Linked DNA regions of Sus scrofa: region 2 is linked to region 1. The links are chromatin contacts, called in public Hi-C maps. All regions are on one chromosome and are shown on one strand. The core of a region is the stretch at or near the end of the contact, and the rest is flanking DNA. Distances in the headings are between cores, read along the strand shown.

Evidence for each region. A called contact is a pair of places that touch in the nucleus more often than the background predicts.
Region 2: a Hi-C map of alveolar macrophages shows a contact between it and region 1, with 2.5 times the contacts expected there. The contact joins the promoter of LOC110255953 here to the enhancer-like site in region 1. A contact is called at or near these places in 1 of 5 promoter capture datasets (liver), 5 of 47 Hi-C or Micro-C datasets (alveolar macrophages, epiblast stem cells, liver and 1 more) and 1 of 2 datasets of contacts at active chromatin or transcription factors (alveolar macrophages).

Annotation. Positions count from the first base shown.
Region 1 is chr12:3,656,877-3,663,382 of Sscrofa11.1, reverse strand. No RefSeq gene overlaps it. Among named protein-coding and RNA genes, the nearest start is that of SOCS3, 15 kb to the right of the region's middle. Within about 2 kb of position 3,337, at least 40 of the 83 cell types and tissues checked have an H3K27ac peak or open chromatin away from gene starts, as enhancers often do. A contact at or near this core is called in alveolar macrophages, liver and retroperitoneal adipose tissue, where this site is marked.
Region 2 is chr12:3,724,553-3,730,482 of Sscrofa11.1, reverse strand. It overlaps LOC110255953 (probable low-specificity L-threonine aldolase 2), which reads right to left and starts at 1,741. Exons shown (of 7, transcript XM_021066526.1): 1 at 1,444-1,741. The coding sequence starts at 1,645.

The DNA.
Region 1 (6,506 bases), core at 2,088-4,587:
TCCCAGGCTAGCGGTCGAATCGGAGCTGTAGCCGCTGGCCTACACCACAGCCACGCCCGATCCAAGCCGCGTCTGCCACCTACACCACAGCTCATGGCAACACTGGATCCTTAACCCACTGAGTGAGGCCAGGAATGGAACCTGTGTCCTCATAGATGCTAGTCAGCTGCGTTTCCGCTGATCCATGACGGGAACTCCTTTCTAAGTGTTTTAAAGTGGTGTGGCCTTCCTATTTCTTCAGGGGGGTAAGTACTTTCCAGTCATCCCAGCCATTCAACAAATATGTGTTAAGAAAGCAGAACCCGGGCCAAGAGCCTGCTGTGGGATAGCTGGATGTACATGAGCCGGTTCTCAGGAGATGGAGCTCTGGCCTTGAGAAAGCATCAAAGGAAGGGGACACAGGTCAGGGGACAAGTGCCCAGCCCTTGCCAGTGGGAGTCATCTTGCGTTTTCCTTGAGGGGTTCAGAGGTGGGTCATCGAGGGTGGAAATTTCTGGAAAAACCCTAATACCCCTGTCGCAACATTCTAGGAAAATGGCCCCTCTATTGAATAAGGGTGAATCAGCTCGGGGAAGGTTTGGGGCCCTCAGCGCTGTCCCACGGCCACTTGTCCCAAGTCTTTGGTTCCCCAATGAAGTTCCAGCTACCCTCTGGGGGCCGAGGGGAAGCGAGGGTGACGCTTTGCTTGGGAATTTCAGTGAGACATATGCAAATGGCCAGCAGGCTCTTCGGAGGAAGTTCTGAGAGGAGAGGGCTGTGGGCAGCTTGGTGCTGAGAACCCGCAAAGCAGAAGTGAGAGGGGTGACTTTCCCAGTGCTCCGGCCCCTTCCCACTCGGCCCCACCCCCCGCCCTGGGGCCTCCTTCCCTCTCAGAACCCCGGACCTGTGACTTTTCCCCAATTACTCAAGTTGGAGGAAGCGGTCATCTTTAAAAGAAACTGAACTTGTGGGGCTCTTTTGGGCCCCCGAATTGAAGGGCAGATTTGGGGCACCCGACAGGGCTGAGCAGGTGAAAGAAGAAGCACCCCCTCCCCCAACACCCACTCTCACCATGAGCACCTGCCCCCGTGTCAGGCGGGGCACCCGGAGCCCCCTGCAAGTTGTCCCCACCTTCCTTGGCGTTGAGTGGCTGGCGGGGCCAGGACTTGACCTAGCCAGCCAAGTTCCCAGGCGTTCTGGGCCCGGAGCCACCGCCCCCCACCCCCAGACTGTGAGCCCCCAAGACAGGGCAGACGCTCTTCTTTCAGGAAACCAGGACACGAGCTGGAGCGTTTCAGCTGGAGCTCTGGCCTCCGACACAGACGCACATCTGGAAAACATGGCCTTCCCCCGTGGATCCCCGCTTCACTCACACATGCGAGGTGCAGGCTGCAGCCTCTGCGTCAGGAAACCAGCTGAGTCAAAACACTGGGTTACTTATTCACGAGCCAGGGCGCCTGCCTGCCTTGCAGGGTTTCGCCCCACCTGTTCCAGCGAGCCCGGAAGAGGTGGAAGTCGGGGCCCTGCGGAGAAAGTGGTTTCCTGACTCTTCCTGGGCCCCGTATTAGAACCACACTTTCTTCCCTCGCTAGGTCTCTCTCTTTCTCATCTAATTTCCATCCCAGGTTTGGTGGCTTTTGGGCTGATCTTTGACCCGTATCCCGCGGTGGGAACCCCGGCCAACCCAAGGTGTAAAAAAACTCTACGGCACCATGAAGTATCCTTATTTCCACCGTCTTTCTTTTTCTGGGGATGAGTTTGATTTTGTATTCACATATAATCGATTCCGTCTTTATTTTAACTGAGTCTAAGTGTACATTTAGTACATGTGTGATACGTACAGGCATCAGTGGGATAATTTGAGAGAAGGAGACTAGCTGGGGGGTGTAAACTGCAGGCAGGAGGAGAGTCTGGGGCGAAAGGGGGAGCTTCTGGAGACCCAGCAACTAAGCCTCGAGGCAGAGGGACGTGCTGCGGGCCCGCTGGGCCTGGGCGCTGGCCCCGCCAGTGCAGTCCCTCAGTCTCCCTGACCGTCAGACTCTGCCTCTGCATGCCAGGTGGATGGGCCCGTGTGGGTCTCCCTCCCTCCTCCTGCAGTGGGGTGCTGGCGGGGTGGGGACCCCCCGGGGGCTGGTTAGAAATACAGCATCTCAGGCTGTGCCTGAGGAGTCGGAGTCTGCGTTTTAGCAAGATCCAAGTGGTTTGTGCCGACCTGGAAGTCCGAGAAGCGTGGGCTCAACATCAGGACTTAGTTAAAACATCTGGCAGAGGAGTTCCCTAGTGGCTCATCAGGTTAAGGCTCCGGCGTTGCCACCGATGTGGCTTGGGTTGCTGCTGCGGCATGGGTTGGCTCCCCAGACCTTCCATATGCAGAGGATCGGGCCAAAAGCACCCAGCAGAGCGTAGGGCAATGCTGGCTTCCCTCCTCTACCCTTTCCCGAGCATCCTCGGACTCTCTCTTTAGGATGCCTTTTGCTCTGGAGGGAGCAGATGGGGTTAGATTACAGGTGTGACTTACTGATGGTTTCTCGTATATTCTGTCTCCCTTCAACCACGATGTGGGAGAGACCACAGATACTCTCATCCGGTTCCCACATGGAAGAGCGTGGCCCTGAGGAGCCCAGCAGGGGGTCCTAGGGTTACAGAGTAGACCCAAGGGAACCAGAGTAGATGCCCAGGGCTTCGTCCTCCAAGCCCAGGACACCCATGAAGCGCTCATTCCCTCTGGTGGGGGAAGGGGCCCAGTGGGCAGCTGGGGCACCCGCTCAGTGGAAGGGTTAGCAGGACTGGATGTAAAAAGACCCCAAGACGGGACAGCAGGATAAGGATCCTGCATTGTCACTGCTGTGGCTGGGGTCACTCAGGTGGCTGCTGTGGCCAGGGGGCCGATCCCAGTCCAGGGAACTTTTGCATGCCATGCAGGCGACAAAAAAAAAAGGGTGGGAGGACCAAGGGACTGGAATTTGGTATCCTCCACACAGTAGTCTGGCAACTTCCATTTATGACCTTGTGGGGGGCATCCCTCCTGTGCTGGGCACTGGGGATTCAACCTTGAGCCATATGCATACCTGGGTGAGGGGCGACGGTCAGGAAGGGCAGTGGCTGTGCCCAGACAAGCACAGGGGGCTGGCAGACCATCCCAGACAAGGATGGGGGCAGAGGGCCGAGAGGCACCTGCATGGCAGCCGGGGAGGAGGGGGCACCGTGGCCACAGGCTCTGGACACTGCGTCAGTAAAGGGAAGGACCCGGGTCTGGCCAGAGAAGGGGAGGGAGCTGGGCGCGGCCTGAGAGGAAGGTGGGGCGCTGGGGAGGGAGGGAGCCCTGCCCCTGCCTGCCCTCCGGCCGCTGCGCACCCTGCCGGGAAGCGCTGGGGCCGCAGCTGCTCGGCCGCCCGGCCCAGAATAGCCTCCCTTCCGGGCAGGGCTGCCCGGGCCGCAGCGCCAGCGCCCGAAATAGGGCTGGGCCAGGAGGCCGGGGACGGCGGCGGGCGGTGCGAGGGGCCGCCCCGGCTCCGGGGACGCCGCGGGAGAGCGGGCCCCCTGGTCGCGCCGCGGGAATCGGACCGGGATCCCGGGCGGGGCGCTGACCTCCCCGCCCGCGAGGAAGCCCGTCGGGGCCGCGGCGCTGATGGAAGGCCTGAGGCATCCGCAGCTGGCGGCCGCTCGGGCGGGTGCGGGTGTGGACACCTCCCGTTCAAACGTGGTCCGGAGAGGCGCGGTGGCCCCGAACCGGGCGGCGGGACCGAGGTGCGCCTGGACCATGGTCCGCGTCCAGGGCGGAGGAATCTGGACGTCTCCCCCGCGGGGGAGGGGCGGCAGGGACCTGCCTGCAGGGACACCCCCACCCAGGCCCTGGCCCGCCACCCCCTCCCCGCTCCAGCGAGTGCCAGCGGTCAGATGCCGTCCTGGACCAGGCGGGCTCTGTACCTGCTGTGCCCAAGAGGCGCACCCCGGGGCCCCCGCCTCCCTGCCTCGCTGGCCTAGGCTCCCACTGTTCCCCTCCTCGGACCCTGAAGTGGAGCCTTTGGAAGATGCCTGACCTCATATTGTGCCCAAGCAGCCACCGACCTCCACCCACCTTAACCTTCCAGCTTCAGTTTCCTCATCTATTAACCAGCCATTAGTCATAGCGACCATACAGCGCGGTTGTGATGAAAATAGAATAATTATGTAATGTGCCCCTCTTGCCTTCGCCCCCCTCCCTCCTCCATCAGGCCTGGGACCAGGTAGGCCCTCCCACCTCGCTGTCCTGCCCCCTCCCAACCCAGCCTGGAGCCGGTGAGGTGGATCCATCCCTGCGCCAGCGCCCTCCCCGCCCCCTCTCCCCTGGGGGTTACCTAGGAACCCGCCTGATACAAGAGGATGGTTCAACTTGCTGTCGGAACCTGCAGGAATCCCAGGCGGAGGTCCAAGAATATTAACAGGGAGCCCAGGCGGGCTGAAGTGAGTCAGCCTCTCCTGAACGTTAGCGGCTGCTTCAGCTGCCCTTTGCTGCCTGGGCCGCTTGGTGGCTGGGACTAAGCGGCCCCTAGAAATTGCTGGGAAGATGGGTCCTGGGGGTGGTGGGGAGAGCCACCCATGTACCAGGCTGGGCAGGGGCTCTTGATCCGCTGCCCCCTTTTTGTCTGTGGGAACCAGGGCTCAGGACTGGGGAACAGTGGTACCCCACGTAAGGAAGGGCGGGCCTGGCTTACTGTAACTGTCTGGCGAAAAGCCTGATTGTCCTGCGGTTGGGCAAGCCAGCCAGAGAGGGGCCCTGGAGTAGGGAGCTCACTTGCACTGTGTGAGGGGTGCAGGCGGGCACTGCCGCTTTCCCAAGGAGAGTTAGGAAGCCAGGCGGGGCTGCCAGGAGGGTGCCATTTCTCCCCTAAGCAGGCTAGATTACTTGCGAGAAAATCTGTCCAGGAGTTCCCATTGTGGCTCAGCTGGTTAAGAACCCAACATGGTGTCCATGAGATCCGGGTTTGATCCCTGGCCCCACTCAGTGGGTTCAGGATCTGGCATTGCTGAAAGCTGTGGCATAGGTCGCAGATGTGACTCGGACCTGGCATTGCTATGGCTGTGGTGTAGGCCTCAGCTGCAGCTGCAATTCGACCTCTAGCCTGGGAACTTCCATATGCCACCATTGTGGCCCTAAAGAGCAAAAAAAAAAAAAAAAAAAAAAAAAAAAGTCTGCCCAGGGCCCTCAGAGCAGCCAGTGCTGACCCAGCACTCACTAAGTCTAGGCAGTGTGGGAGCTCGTTCACTGATCTGTGACAACAACCTGGGGCGTGGGGGCCATTACTCTGTCCATCAGGCAGCCGATTCAGAGGCCTGCCCTGGTCTCCTAACTTGGAGCTGGGAGTGAACCCAGGCCCCGAATCCCCGCTCCATCTGCCCCCTGAGTGTGGGAACTAGTGTGGCTCAGCTGACACCCAGCTGCCTGTGCCCCTCCCCCGGGCACGCTGTTTGCTCGGTACTCAGCTGACTTCCTGTCCCTGGAAAGGCAGCTGCGGGTATGCTGGGGCAGGGCGGTCCCCTTCCTGTGGTTCAGGTAAGAGCATAACCCCCTGCCTTCTTGGCATCCTCCCTCTCGCCTTTCCCAGGCTCTAGACAACAGACCTGGGTACCCCCAGAAACCTCTCAGGGCCAGAGGTGTGTCCAGAGTCCCCAGTTGCAGGAGACGGGCCACCGGGGCAGACAGAAAGGGCGGCAGGCCCTGGTTGAGGAGGGTTGCAGGAGGACCTGAGAACTTGCTCCGTGGCCAGCATGGACCACCCGAAGCTGTCTCCATCACGCCTCCTCGCAGATGAGGAGGAAGATCAGAGTCCCTTAACTTCGTATCCCCAGCGCCCCTAAGCTGGTCAGCTGGTCCAACAGGAACACCTGAAGGATGGAGGCGGCCATGCTCCTGAGTCCATCTCATGGTCGGATACCCAGGGTGTGCAGAGAGCTGGCTGCTGGGCGCCCCCCGAACTTTTCTCTAGGTGACATGGCCGAAGAACGGTGGCACAGGCTAGATTTCCCACGCCCAGCCCCAAGGCTCCACCTCCCTCTGTCTCTTGCCTATGGAAGCTCAGAATAAGCTTTCTAGAGGATGCACTTTCTTGCGTGTGAGGTCATCTGAGGTTGCAAAGACTGAAGCTCTTCACTAGAGAAATATCAGAGACATCCCTGCAGCTAAATGAGGCAACGTCTGTGGGGGACCGGGCCATGCCAGGCAGGCTACAGACGCATGCTCCCTCCTCCCCAAGAGGCACGGCCCTTGGCCATGCAGACTGCCTCTCAGCCCTGCCCTTGGCCAGGCCATCTGCTGGGCCCATCCCCCGGTGCCTTTTCAGCCTGTCCCTCGCTCAAGATGTCTTTGATGAAGCATCTTCCTCGTGTTGCTCTGCCCAAGAGCAAAGAAGGACACATTTCCCAGGCTCTTCCTGGAAGCTGTAAGAAAAAACAAACAAAAAAACCCTTGGTTTTAGATCCTGCAAGACCAGCCAACAGAACTGGGTTGATTAGTGTCCCCCAAATCACGTCCACGTGGGATCTGTACA
Region 2 (5,930 bases), core at 492-2,991, 69 kb before region 1:
GGCCGAGCAAGACGCCAGCTCCGGTCGGCCAGCTGCAGTCTGTGGTCTTGGTGACCTCACAGGGTCCAGGGGCCCCTCAGTCAACCCTCTGCGCCCTGCCTCTTTCTGGGCCAGCTTCTCCCCCCACATTGAAACTCTGTGGTTTGAACCCCCGTCCCACCCAGACCTCACACCTGTCTCACTTCCTTTCCCATCAGTCCCTTGCAGGTGGGGCCCTGCGGTTTCCTTGCTGACTTCCTCTCCCAGAACAGAGGACAGGAGCCCTCAGAAGGGGAGACTCTGGGGGACTTGAGGGGGGCTGGAAGGGGTGGGGCTTCCTGCTTCTGCTTTAAAGCGCACTGTGGCTCCCCTCTGCCTGCGGCATCAAGTCCGAACCATGACATTCAAAGCTGGTGGGATCTGGCCTCTGCCTCCCCCTCCCGGCACAGCGGTGGCCCCCCTCCCCCCCCGCTCCAGCCGCACCCTGTCCAGATCCTGAGCCTACTCCTCAGCACTGTGCCTCTCGTTCCCCAGCATTCCCTTCCCTGCGCGGGGCCGGGGTTCGGGGTGGAGCACGTCACTCTTCTTTTAAGCGGTTCCTTCACAGAGTCGCCCTTTCCTGTAAGTCCTGTGCCTCCCTCACCCACCCCCAGTCCCCAAGACACGCTCTGCGGACGCCTGCTCACCCCAGCACCTCCTTCATCCCAGGGGGGTAACTGTCTATGCAGCAGGCTGCCTGCTGAGCAGTGGCCCAGCATCTTTGAGGCTCCAGGCGACAGTGGGTGTCTGCTGGATGCATGATCAGCGCCATCACCACCGGACGCATAGCCATTCCCTCAGGGCTCAGGTGGTGACCCTGTGGCTTGGCCCTGGCACGGCTACCGTTGTATGCAGCCCAGCCATAGCATTGGCTCACCCTGGCAGCAATTCTCAACCCAGGGTGGGGGCACCGGTCACCTTGAAAACACTGGTGGGGTTTTTAGAACCCACTCCTCGGGAGGTGCAGCCTGTGGAGAACCCCTTTTCTAGACAGATTTTCTGTTTGTTTTCATGTGGGCAAGTGGTGGGTTCTAGAGTGAGACGATCTGGCTTCACATCCTGCTTTGCCATTTTCTAGGTATGGGACCTCGAGCCCTTGGCTTGGCTTCTCAGAGCCCTCCTCTGCAAGATGAGCTAACATCCAGCTCATGGGCAGTGGGGCCCCACCGGGTCGTGAGCCCACGAGTCACCGGCCGTCCTCTTAAGTTGCAGATTCTGGCTCAGCAGGTCCGCTGTGGGACCCGAGAATCTGTATTTCTAGCAGGCTCTCGAGTGACAGGTCAGACTGAGTTGCAAAGGTGCCAAGCGCAATGCCCAGCCAGCAGCCGGGCCGCCACCCCTGGGTCCCAGGCCACCTCTCCTGCCAGCACCTCGGACAGCGCGCTGGGGTCGCCGCGAGGACCCCGGCCTGCACGCCGGGCTCACCGCGCACGGTGGGGTCCTCGCCATAGTCGTCGTCCCCCACGACGGCCTCTGCCATGGCGCGCCTCATGGCCGGCCCGGGCTGGGTAACCGTGTCGCTGCGCAGGTCCACCACGTGCGTCGGGACCCCGGCCAGGCTCCCAGACCCCCGCGCCCAGAGGGCCCAGTGCCGCCGGGCCGCGGCCCGGGACAGGCTGGAGAGCATGGCGGGGGCCGCGCCGGCCCCCTGCCCCGACTCTTCCCGGCGGGAGCGGCCCGGAGCGGCGGGGCAGGGCTTCCCGGACTTCGGCCGCGGCTGACCAGGGCCGGGGTGGGGATGGGGCTCGGCGTGCAGGGAGTTGTAGTTCGGCCGTCAGGGCCCCGCGGCATGCTGGGAGTTGTAGTTCAGCCGTCGTCGCGGCGGGCTGCGAGCGGGCGCGGAATGCGGGAGAGGAAGGGTTCACCCCGCTTACCCAGGAGGAGACGGAGACCAGGCAAGTGGTTACAGAGCAGACGCTCGTGTGCCTCTTCCCGTCGGCCCGCAGCGTCCCGGGCACTTTGTAAGTGTGGGCGTAGGTAAGCCTCCCAGCAGCCCTTCGAGGGCAAGTACTGTTACCACCTCGTTTTGCACGGGGGGAAACTGAGACGCACAGAGCCAGTGAACGGCCCTAAGGTCGCTTGACCAGGAGAGTCCAGCTCTGAAGCACTGTGTTACCTTTGCCCACGAAAAGTAGCTTCCCTTAGGAGTTTCTGTCCTGGCTCAGCAGGTTAAGACCCTGACTAGTATCCACGAGGATGCAGGTTCGATCCCTGGTGTTGCCACATAGATCGCAGACACAGCTGCGGGCAGTTACAGCTCTGATTTGACCCCTAGCCCATGAACTTACATACGCGGCAGGTGCAGCCCTGAAAAGGAAAAAAAAAAAAAAAGGCAGCTTCCCATCATCTGCTTTTTTCAGTTGATGACCTACTGGTGATCAGGCTTTGTCTGGGTGCCAGCAGAGGGATGCAAAGATGGTGCAGCACATGGAGGTGTAATTAGAGGGGTGCACGGAGAGCCCCCTCCTCCACACCCCTGGCCCTGGAGGGGTGGACTGCCGAGGGCCCCTGCAGGGTAGTAGTCACGCCCGACTGACTTAATTGCCTACTTACCAGGGTGTGGCTTTGACAAGCCAGTTGACCTCTCTGTGCCTCAGTCTCCTTACATGCAAAAGGAGCTGTTTTGAGGATTTGGTGGCAAGGTGCTTTGTGCTGAGCGTGGTGCCTGCCTGGTAGTAAGTGCTCCGTATGAATGTTTGCCCTCTTACTGCTGCTGCTTTATCATGGTTTCTGGTCACATCCCGGGGTCCCCAGGCTTGGTGCTGCTGTGGGGTGCACCCTGACTCAGCCAAGGCTGGGCCTCCTGCAGGGTGACCTACCCTCACTCAGGGAGTGCCCAGCCCAGTTCGGCAGCTCCCCTTCCCGAGTGTAGGCCACAGATGTCTCTTCCCCACTGGAGGAGGTCAGTCCGGAGGGGCTACAGTCACCAAAGAGGCACCCGCAGCTCTGATCAGGGCACCCCTCAGCAAAGAGGACTCTCAGCCTTCACCTGACATTGACCTTCATCGGAGCTCAGCTGTGTGCCTGCTCCAGGTCGGGTCTGCAGATAAATGAGAGCAAGAGCGGCCTGCTCGTGGCGGTCAGACCCTTGGGGTGGGGACAGGATGCTGTCTGCTAGTGCTGGGAGAAGCTGCCTGTGGCCTCGTCAAGGCATCAGGGTAGGCTTCCTGGAGGAAGCAGTGATTGGGCTGAGCTTTGAAGGCAGAGCAAGGTGTTAATCAGACAAGGGCAGAGGGAACTGCATGGGGAAAGGCTTGGGGTAGTTGGCAGCTGGACTGTTTGAGGTCCTGCAAGAGGCCCAGCCTGGCTGAAGAAGGCAGCAGGGGCTGGTGATGGAGCCCAACAGCTACACCCGGGGTCAGGGCCACCTCCCTGGAACTTTCCACCTCTCCCCTGTGCCTGTGGGACCATTCCCAGAGGACGGAAATGGTGAGTCCCCATGGCGTCTGGGACCCGAAGGCTCCCATCCAGAGGAAGGGCTCGCTGTGCCCTCCCCCACCCGAGAGCCCTCTGGCCCTGACCCGCAATCTCCACCGAATTCCGGGCCCTTAGAAAACAAGCCCCTTATCTCAGTGTCTGGCTCCAGCCCTTCTGCTGGGAAGTGGGGGGCGGAGAGCAGAGGCCTCCGTGGGAAGGAAGGGCGGGGCTGCGGCCGCAGCGGTGGCTCTCAGGGGAGCAGGGAGAAGGGGCCAACCGCTGGCTCCCCAGGCACCGCAGAGCCACAGAATGGGCCCCGCTTTGCCACACCTCCCCAGCCCCAGCCTCCCTGCCAATGCTCCCAGTGGCCTCGGGGAGGGGCACTGGGCAGGGGCTTAGGGCTACCCGAGAATGCCACCAAGGTGTCACAGCTGGTCACCACGCTGGGCCTTTGTCCTCCCATAGCAGAACTGTTTCTCCAGGAAGCTGGCCTCTTCCTGGGAAGGTGGGGCCCAGGAGAGGGTGCTTCTGCCGGGTGGCTCCTTATCACCGCCTGCCTCTTCCCAGGGCAACTGGGCCAGCGTGGCCTCGCCCAATGCTGGCTGGCCAGAGTTGGGGAATGGTGGGCTCTCAGGGGACAAGGGCGGGGGCCTCCCTGGGCCACTGAGGCCTGTTTCTGATGTGTCAGCATGGAGGGAGGCCCTCTGACCAAGGCTTGGTCTCCCGGGGGTTGTCTAGGCACATGCATATGTGTGAAGGTGTCTTTTCCAATGTGCATGCTTGTTGGTGTGTCCATGCATGCAGGCACGCAGACGGGCGTGTATGCACGTGGGGGATATTTGTGACCTTGTATATAAGTCTGTGTTTGTGGGGGAAGGCATACGTCGGAGATGCTGGGGGTTCGGTTCCAGACCACGGCAATAAAGTGGCTACATGAAGTTTTTGGTTACTCTGTGGACAGAAAAGTTCTGCCTATGCTGTACTGTAGTCCTTTAAGTGCAGTGGCATTATGTCTAAAAACAAGGTACATACCTTCATTTAAAACACTTTTATTGCTGGCGTTCCTATCGTGGCGCGGTGGAAACGAATCCGATTAGGAACCATGAGGTTGCAGGTTCAATCCCTGGCCTCACTTAGTGGGTTAAAGATCCGGCGTGGCCATGAGCTGTGGTGTAGATCACAGACACGGCTCGATCCTGCGAGGCTGTGGCTGTGGTGTAGGCTGGCAACTGAAGCTCCGATTCGACCCCTGGCCTGGGAACCTCTTTATGCTGTGGGTGTGGCCCTAAAAAGCAAAAAACCAAAACTATTGTGTTGCTAAAATTGCTAGCCATCCTCTGAGCCTCCAGGCAGTTGCAATCTTTTTTGCTGGTGGGGGGTCTGAAATATTGTGAGGCTGACCAAAACGTGAGCCAGGGACCCAAAGTAAGCAGGTACTTTCGGGAAAATGGCGCCAATAGACTTGTTTGATGCAGGGTTGCTGCAAACCTTCAGTCTGTTTAAAAAAAAAAAAAAAGCAGTATCTGCTGAGCACAGTAAAACAGCCTGTACACGTGTGTGTTTGTGTACATGTGTGTGTGTGCCATGCGTGTGTGTATCTGTGTAGGCCTATGTCTGTCTCTGTGCATGTGTGTCCCTGGGCCGTGTGTCTGAGACCGGGGTCACCCTGTTTGTAGGCTGGGGACAGTTCTCGGCGCCCAGGCCAGGATGAGAAGCCAGAAGCCCCTTGTGCAGCCAGCCTGGCTTGTCCCTCCCCCGCACCCCATGTCACTGTGCTGACCCCCACTTCCCTCCTCTTCAGAAGGAGCCAGCCCTGTCCTCAGCTGCCATCCTGGAGGTCACGCATGCAGACCCACCCACGCCACACATCAGCTGTCCCCCTTCTCCCCCATGGCCACCACCCTGGGTCAGGCCACCTTGGGCTCCTGCCCCCAACTCCCTGGTGGCCTCCTCCCAGCTGCCTCCCTCTCGCCGCTGCAGCCACCTTTCTGTTCCCCGAATGCGCTGGCCTCACCCTCACCCCGAGATCTTTGCACCTGCTATTCCCTCTGCCCGGAAACCCCCAACCAGCGGCACGTGTCCCTGGTTGCCACCTCTCTGTCGTCTTGTCTCAGCTGAGATGCTCTTTCCGGGAAGCTCCCCGACCCTGGTCCAGTGGGGGAGGGAGGTGGCTTTCCTTCTGGGGGTGCGGTAGGGGCTTTCTGTTCACTGCCTGCGGGTTACGGGCCTGTCAGGGACACTCTTGGCTTTCACGGTGTGCCGTGTGCCCAGCCCAGCGCCGGCCTGTGGTACTCATGCCCAGTGGAATGGATGAGGAGGGGGGACGTGGTCCCTGGACCCCGGGACCCCGGGGAATGTGGAGACTGTCAAGTGAGGCAGGGGGCCCGATGGGGGCTCTGACGGTGGAAGCCCCAGGGCCCTGGGCAGGGGGAGGCGGGCGGGGGCCCAGGCGCTGGCCCTGCCTCGGTCTCTCCATGGGGAACATTGGGGGTCCC